Regions from separate parts of the Pan troglodytes genome. Here region 2 is linked to region 1. Evidence: chromatin contacts called from public Hi-C data. All regions are on one chromosome and are shown on one strand. The core of a region is the stretch at or near the end of the contact, and the rest is flanking DNA. Distances in the headings are between cores, read along the strand shown. Region 1 overlaps LOC134810357 (a long non-coding RNA gene). Region 2 holds the start of HS3ST5 (heparan sulfate-glucosamine 3-sulfotransferase 5).

Region 1 (4,017 bases), core at 972-3,471:
CCTGGTTCTTGATTATATCCGATTTGAACACTGAGCAAAGCCTCCTAATCTCATCATGCCTGAATTCTTAGACTACCTTACCCCCAAATTTCAAAGATAATTAATTCAATCATCCATCTCATCTTTGTTATGCCAGGAAACCAGACAAATGCAATTCCTTTTAGTTAACTGTCTTGTCCAGTTCCCGTAATGTTCCGTTTCTTCAGCTGGTTTCCTTCTTAGTCCTGTCCATTATGCCTTATCAAAACTTTACATGGCAGAGATGGCTAGCTGTCCCTTAAAATTCAGCATCCCCTTTCACAGTGTAGAGATGTCAGTTGAATTTGGCTGCCCAGCCAGGAACCGCATCTTCCAGCCCTTCCTGCATCCAGATTATAACATGTGACTAGTTTTCATCAATGAAATGAGAAAGAGATTTATGTCACCTCCCAGATGGGGTTTTTTAAAAGCATGATTGTTTTCTCTACTCTCTTCCCCTATCTGAATAGGAAGGAGTCTGTAGCTTTAGGGGAAGACAGAGCCACAAGATGGAAGGAGCTTGGATGTCTGAACTACTCCATGGAGAAAAGCTGCAGCCAACGAAGAACACCTGCAATGGACTCTTAACCTGGGGTGACGACAACCACTGAAATGTGAGGGCATATTCGTTAACATTTGTCTAGCATTACCCTAACTGATATCTAATTAATTTCCTTACATCCTCAAACTTCTTGCCTTAAATTTAATCTCCTGCCTGTCCCCCAGGAGTTCAGTTCCCCTCAAGCTTCTGGAAGAGAGGCTGCTCATTCTTCCACAACAGCCTAGACACCATGGAGGCTGAGAGATGGTACTGGCATTTTCTTTTTTTTTTTTTTTTTTTGAGATGGTGTCTTGCTCTGTCGCCCATGCTGGAGTGCAGTGGCACGATCTTGGCTCACTGCAACTTCAGCCTCCCAGGCTCAAGCGATTCTCTTGCCTCAGCCTCCCAAGTAGCTGGGATTACAGATGTGTGCCACACCTGGCTAATTTTTGTATTTGTAGTAGAGATGGGGTTTCACCATGTTGGCCAGGCTGGTCTCGAACTGCTGACGTCAGCCGATCCATCCATCTTGGCCTCCCAAACTACTGAGTGTGAGCCACCGCGCCTGGCTGTTATTGGCATTTTCTTAACTCCTAGTTGCATTGTTCAGACCACTTCACATGTGAAATTAATGCCATCCAACTTTTTTTCCTAGTTGGTGTTCCACACACAGATTGGCATTGACATTGTTATATAGCCTGCCTGTGCTCAGGGAGAGAATTTGAGGATGAAAGGGAATATTGGCATCAGTGTCTATGGCAACCTAAAGAAATGTATATGAATTTGCGTATACATCAAGCTCTCTAATTACCATGAGGAAAAACATGAATTCTTTCCCAGTCTGGTCCCTCTTATTAGTCTCACTTTTCTTTCCCCCATACACCAACTGCATCATCTGTCCCATTTCCATGGGGTGTGTGGGCAGCTGAGGGAGATCCAGCATAAGACATCAGTGCTGAAAACCCTAGCCTGGAAACACCAAAGGCCAAATGAGACTCTATCACAGAATTTCTAACACATATATCCAAGGTGCAATGACTCAGTTTGTCAAACCTTTAGATTATGTGATAATTTACTGATGATTCACTTTAGAGATTTGAAAATAAAAGTACTTTTATATTTTTGTTTTTCTGAAAATGGTCCCAAAGTTCAATGATTTTCTTGCATATCTCAAATATTACAATGTAATTGGTGATTTAAAGCCAGCACATTTTTGCAGGCTATCTGAAAAGAACTTACTTTTCCATAAAGCCCTCTAAGTTTCTTTGCCCTTATTAGATTTATAGCTGATTCTTTCAAAGCTGACTGTGACCTTGACCTGCAGACAAAAATAGCAAAATATAAATTTTGTGGAAGGCAGTAGCACTGTCTTTCTTGGATAAAGTCTGCATCTCCTACCAAGAAAAATTCTAAGAGGTATTGCCAAGCTAATGCACATGGTTAAAGTAACTGCCCCATCGCCCCTTTTCTTTCTTTCTTTTAATTTTTTTGTTCTAGGTTTACTGCACTTGCCTCTAGCAGTTATGGAATTCTATGCCACTCAAATCCTCTATCTGTTGCAAAAATGTGCATCCCAAGATGGTGCTCTTGAGCTGTGGTGCAGTATCTTCAGACAGACACTGTGGGTCCCACAATGAAGCAATGGAGAAAAAAGACACCACTAAAGAACCACCAGGGTGCAGCATTCCTGAGTGGCAGAAGCCATGCAGGAAATGGCAGTATGTACAGCTGGCACTTTGAAGAACAATGAATTCCTTCAAGGCTCTGTGCAGACATTTCAAACAGTGGATACCAGACAGGCTTGGCATAGCTTAGACTCAATTATAGCTAGAATTATTTTATTTCTGGGTAGGTAACTGAGAGAAGCAGGAACTGTGCATGTATCTCCATATGGTTTTATTTTTAAAGAATGAAACAGCAACAAATATAAACAACTGCTGTAACAGCAAAGAGCGTAATTTCTTCTAAAATGAGGATTATATTTAGAACACTCCAAATGGGGACACACTGTCTGACAAGAAGTCAGAATATCGGAAAATGGAAGTGTCTTACTTAATTAAATAACCCTGAAGTAATTTAATATCATGAGTAGGTGAGACTTTTAAAAAGGGTTAAACAAAGGCATATCCCTAGGTAGAAATATGTAGCCCTATCACCTGCAAAATTGTCATAGATCTTTGTGTTTTATTTTCACAGATGCTGCATCTTAGTCCAGGGATTTTTAAAGTGTGGTTCCTGGAAGAGCTGGATCAGAGTCATCTGTGTTGATGGTTTAACATAAAGATTTTCGGGCCCCAAGACTCAAATAGGACAAGGAATTTGAATTTTTAAGCAGCTCACCTGACTTGTCTGTCCTCTAATGTCTGAAGACATCTGACCTCTGCTCTTTCAGTAAAAGCAACAATGGTTTTATGAGCATTGTCGTCACATCTCTCCACTCAAGGGATCCTTCTCATTTCTCCCAGCTGAGGTCACCCACAGCTGCTGCTTCTAACTGCTGGCTTCCAGTCTGCTGTCTGCCAGCTGGCTCTACCCTCTCCTATAACACAGCAGAGAGTAGCTGTGGTCTCCTGCGTGCTCACCCTCTGCTCCCTTGGTCCTGCTCCATGCTTTGGTCCTGCACTTAAATTTTACAAGCATACTCTCTTTCTCTTAAGGTAAGCAACCATTTTAAATCTCAGCAGTAAACAAAACAAAAAATCACCAGGAAACTATATGAAATCAGGTTTTTTTGTTTGTTTGTTTTTGGTTTTTGGTTTTGGTTTTGTTTTTTTGGTGGTATTTTGTTTTTTGTTTTTTTGAGATGGAGTCTTGCTGTGTCACCCAGGATGGAGTGCAGTGGAGCCATCTTGGCTCACTGCAATTTCCGCCTCCCAGGTTCAAGCAATTCTCCTCTCTCAGCCTCCTAAGTAGCTGGGATTACAGGCACCCACCACCATGTCTGGCTAATTTTTGTATGTTTAGTAGAGATGGGGTTTCACCATGTTGGCCAAGCTGGCCTCAAACTCCTGACCTCAAGTGATCTGCCTGCCTCAGCCTCCCAAAGTGCTGGGATTATAGGCATGAGCCACCACGCCTGGCATCAAAGCAGGTTTTAACCAGCCTTTTTGTCCACTGATAACATAAAGGAGGTCAGCAGCAGCTAAGTCCTGTGCCAGAAGAGCTTTCTTGTCCTTTCACACTGCAAGAGAAATAATCACTTAGCTAAGAGGCCAATTTTACCTTTTTTAAAAAAAAATTTAAAAATGAGGGCGGGTGCAGTGGCTCACTCCTGTAATCCCAGCACTTTGGGAGGCCAAGGCGGGCAGATCACTTGAGGTCAGGAGTTCGAGACTAGCCTGGCCAACATGGTGAAACCCCGTCTCTACTAAAAATACAAAAAAAATAGCCAGGTGTGGTGGCGGGCGCCTGTAATCCCAGCTACTTGGGAGACTGAGGCAGGAGATTCCCTTGAACCC
Region 2 (4,092 bases), core at 508-3,007, 350 kb after region 1:
CACTGGGTGAAGACAGGGTAGACCACGGATGTGAGCATCAGCTCCCTTGGGTGGGTGCCCTGAAGCACTGAAGTAGGGAAGCGGAAGAGTAGAGGAAACCCACCAAGGTGAAGTGACTCCGGAGTTGTTTGTTTGCTGGGCGCTTGGAACCTCCAGGTAAAGACATCCACCTTAAGCTGGACGCTCCTTGCAGGTTGCCCTAAACCAAGGTGGTCGCCCAAGTAACAGGAGCAGGAGTCTCAGCGCTCCAGTGAGTAGCGACAGCGACCTCTCAGACTTGTTAGTAGTAACAGTATGACCACCCCTCGACTGCATCCATCCCGCGCGCGCGCCCGCGCGCGTGTGTGTGTTGGGTGGGAAGAGATGCATAAAGTGGGGCTGTGAGGGGTGTGGGAGGGGCCAGCTGGGAAGAGAAAACACCCCACCCACATGTTAACTTAGCCTTTGCCTGTTCTTTGCCTGCCCTCTGCCTGTCCTCTGCTGGGGCCTCGCAGGCCCCCACTGTCCCAAAGCTGCCCTCGCGCTCCAAACAGCTCCACAGCCACCCCAGAAGTGACCGAACGCGAACCCCTAAACTCTGGCGAGCGCAGTAAACGCGTGTTCCCTTTCTCCCTCAAAGAGAGCGCTACCCAGCGCTCTGGGAGAGTCTGAGAGAGAAACAGACAGGCAGGCTGACTGACACCTTCTGTCTAATTTTACCCCAGGAATTGCCCCCGCCGTTTCTCATCTCGCACTAGTTTAACCTCTGGTCCTAAGCAAACCTCTCAAAAGTCTTCCCCAGGCAGCGCCCAGGAGAACCGAACCCCACAAAGTGCTTTTTTGCTGGCATCACCCGGATGCTTCCCTTTGGCGATTTGCCCCTTCTCATTTCCCCCCAAATCTAGAGGTCTCAAAGCCCCTCCCCCGCGCGAGGCGGGCAGCGCGCCTTGCTCACCATGGTCCCCGGCGGTGGCGGCGCAGGCGGGAGCCTCAGGGCGCGGGGTCGGCGGCGGGTCGCGTGGGGTCACCCGGCCGCTGCTGCGGTCCGGACGGCAGTTGGTCCAGTAGTTTCGGATGCCCGGGCTAGGCTCGGCGGAGAGCGAGTCGGCGTGAATGAGAGCAAACCAACAGGGCTGTGCGTGGCGCGTGTGAGTAAGACGCGGGCGGGCCCCACACGCAGGCGGCGGCGGCGGCGGCGGCGGCGAGGTCTGAGGCGGGGAGCCGGGCGGGGGGGCAGGCGGGCGAGAAGTAGTGGAGTTTAGGGCGCGTTTCCTGCACTTCCCCGAGAGGCTGGAACCAGGTGCGGCAGGGCGCGCTCCCGTGGCGCGGGCACGGCACGGGCGGCCGCAGGAGCCGGAGTCCGCGCAGTGCCGGAGACCGCAGCCGCTCTGCGGGGGGAGGTGCGCATCCTCCTTGCCCCACGAGGGCACCGGCGCAGCCCCGGACCCTGCGCGCAGAGGGCGAGACTTCGGGCGTCCTCGGTGACAGCTCCTCGGGCAGCCCGCTCCCTCCCAATCCGCCCAAAAGAGCAACACTCAGTGTGACTGGGATCTTCCCTTCCTGCGTCCTCGAGCCTCCGGTGCCAAGCTGTGCAGGCGCCCCGCTCCCCGCGGCTGGCGCTGTCACGGCCGCCGCCCGGCCCCCAGAGTGCCCGAGCCGGCAGCTGCCTCCCGGAGACGTGCCCAGCTGTGTGCGCGTGTGTGTGTCTAAGCGAATCTCTTCCCCTCCATCACTTGGGCGCGCAGGAGGGACCGGGTCCCTGGCTACCAGCTGCAGAGTGGCTGCCAGTCCACACCCTCCCGGCTCTCTCCCCACCCACCCCGCCCCTACTCCTCCTCGCCTTCCCCTCCTCCCCCTGCTCCTCCTCCAGCTGCCGCTCCCGAGCTCCCAAAGGCAGCGGAGAAACCGCAGCGAAAGGGAGGAGGAGGAGGGTGTGGAAGGAAGCGCAGGTGTCTTTGGCGGAGAGACGGGCGCACGCACCGGAGCGGCTTGCTGCAGGGGGAGGGCAGGGCCTTAGGCGGAGAAAGGGGAGGAGGAGGATTTACCCGGAGGCGGAGGTCCCGCTGCTGAGCCACTGCGCGTCCCACCCAGGCGCTAGAACCGCGGGCGAGCAGCGCAGTGGGGGGGCCGGGTGGGCGCGCAGGGCTCCCAGTTGGACTGAGGTCGCAGCTTGGGGAACCTGCGGAGGTGACCAGGGTGGCAGAACTCGGGGACACAGAGGTCGGAGGGACCCAATTGCTGAGGCGCTGAGACCGGTCTCTCTGGGGTGAGGGGGATGCCTAGACCCAGAGCTTGGGGCACACAGGCGTCCAGGAAGCTGGTGTGTGTGGCTCCAGAGTGTCAGGCGGGAGAGCCGGAGGCGGTGAAGGGTCGGGCGGCGGCCGCGGCGTGCTTGGGGCTGCTGTGTGCATCCGGAGTCACAGGGGGCGATCACCGCCTAGCTGGGAAGCGGAGCTCAGGACTCAGCCTTCTTTCAGGTCCCAAGTCCAAAAGCCGAGAGGCACACTAGCCTTCCCAATTTAGTCTGTGTTCCTCCAACCCTTTGCCCCCAGCAAAACAAGAGGCCAGGAGCTGATTCTACCTGCTACTTACTGTGCTCTTTACCGGACTGAAAGGACTCTACTGCTCCAAGGAGACTGATGTGTTGCTTCCTCTCTCCCAACTCTAGTCCCCTCCCTCAACATACATTCCTACCCAACCAAAATTATCCAGAACATTGTATTTCTTATTGATAAACTTTTTCCCTCTGGGGTTCCCTAAAAATGAAAATCTTTCCTCCCTTTTTATCTGTAGAGGCATTAAGTCTCTTGCTTACATTTCATAGTACAAATGCAGTACACAGAAAAGTCCTTTAGGCAAGAAATCACAGCATTATTGCTTATGACGGCTTGTCTGTTTTCAAATGACAGTCGCAGAATGCAAATTTGTGTCAACCTGAGGTCAGTGGAGAGAGTTGGTCCATTTAATTAGAGGTATTTTGGAAGGAATCTGGGAAACAACACTAGAAAGAATTGCTGTACTTTCTCCAGTACCCATTCCTTTTTATTATGGTAATTTCACTCTGTTAATTTAGGCAATCTGAAAATGAAAGGTCGGATGCAATTTACAAGGCACAATATTTCTAGATTCTCATTCAACAGCCCGCCCCACCTCCTTCCTCCCACCACTCTTACCATCACCTCAAAAGGTCATGAGCTAAGAACCGAAACTGCACTTTTTAAATCTCAGGATATAGCCTGAATGACAAAGCTGTTGAGTTTTAGAAAGAGACCAGTTAAGTCTAAACTTATTTACCAACTACTCAGACAAAATCATATGCTCAGCAGCAACAATAAAATGTATACTGTGTAATATATTGAGCAGGAGGAAAGATGGCTGTTTGCCAGATATGTGATCCATTAACCTCTTTAGCTCATTATTGGCAACAATAGCATACAATCACATTCCTATGTTTGAAAGACAAGAGATTTTTTTTTCCCATCTTAAAATCACAATGCCACATTATAGTCTAAAAGAAACCTCAAACAATAAAAGTAATAAGAAAGGAAGAAACATGGTTTGTTTTTTTTTCTGAACAAATGTTGCTGTTCTGTTTTTTTTTCTTGAGGGGAAAAATGCTGATAAGCAATAAAGTCCACAAAAGCATGACAATAGATTTTGAAGAATGCATCACTCCATCTATTAGTCCTTTCAATTAGTAAACTTTATTTAAAAGGTTTATTTATATTATCTCTTGATTGGTATTCAGTCTTTCTTTTGTACCTGGAAGATGACTGAGAAGGAGGATGGGTGAGCTGAATCTGGTTTCTCATAATTCTGTCTTGCATCAGGTTTATGTTTGGCAGGAGAGGAATGCTCAGCAGCCTGTGCTTTCTCAGCAATCCTAACTTCTCCTCAGAGGATCCTTTGCTCTGTAGCTGATGGATTGTGAGATTGTCACAGTAATTTTGCCTACCTGCTACAGGGTCACACCTGGGGTTGGGAGCAGGTACGGTTCCAAAAACTGGGATGCAATGCTCTGGAAAGAGCTTTTACCTTGCCCAGGGTTGGAGGATTAGATGAACGTGCATGAGCTTTTTTGTGTTGCTTTTCAACTTCTACAGATGACCTGGA

What was found. A called contact is a pair of places that touch in the nucleus more often than the background predicts.
Region 2: a contact with region 1 is called in a Hi-C map of stem cell-derived neural progenitor cells, with 5 times the contacts expected there. The contact joins the promoter of HS3ST5 here to the enhancer-like site in region 1. A contact is called at or near these places in 1 of 7 Hi-C or Micro-C datasets (stem cell-derived neural progenitor cells) and 1 of 1 datasets of contacts at active chromatin or transcription factors (stem cell-derived excitatory neurons).

The regions. Positions count from the first base shown.
Region 1 is chr5:125,891,935-125,895,951 of NHGRI_mPanTro3-v2.0_pri, forward strand. It overlaps LOC134810357 (a long non-coding RNA gene), which reads left to right. Exons shown (of 5, transcript XR_010158149.1): 3 at 489-632; 4 at 2,756-3,216. Among named protein-coding and RNA genes, the nearest start is that of HDAC2, 23 kb to the left of the region's middle. Within about 2 kb of position 2,222, at least 9 of the 24 cell types and tissues checked have an H3K27ac peak or open chromatin away from gene starts, as enhancers often do. A contact at or near this core is called in stem cell-derived neural progenitor cells, where this site is marked.
Region 2 is chr5:126,239,418-126,243,509 of NHGRI_mPanTro3-v2.0_pri, forward strand. It overlaps HS3ST5 (heparan sulfate-glucosamine 3-sulfotransferase 5), which reads right to left and starts at 1,758. Exons shown (of 5, transcript XM_054686194.2): 1 at 104-1,758. LOC134810358 (a long non-coding RNA gene) reads left to right here and starts at 1,042. Exons shown (of 3, transcript XR_010158150.1): 1 at 1,042-1,127.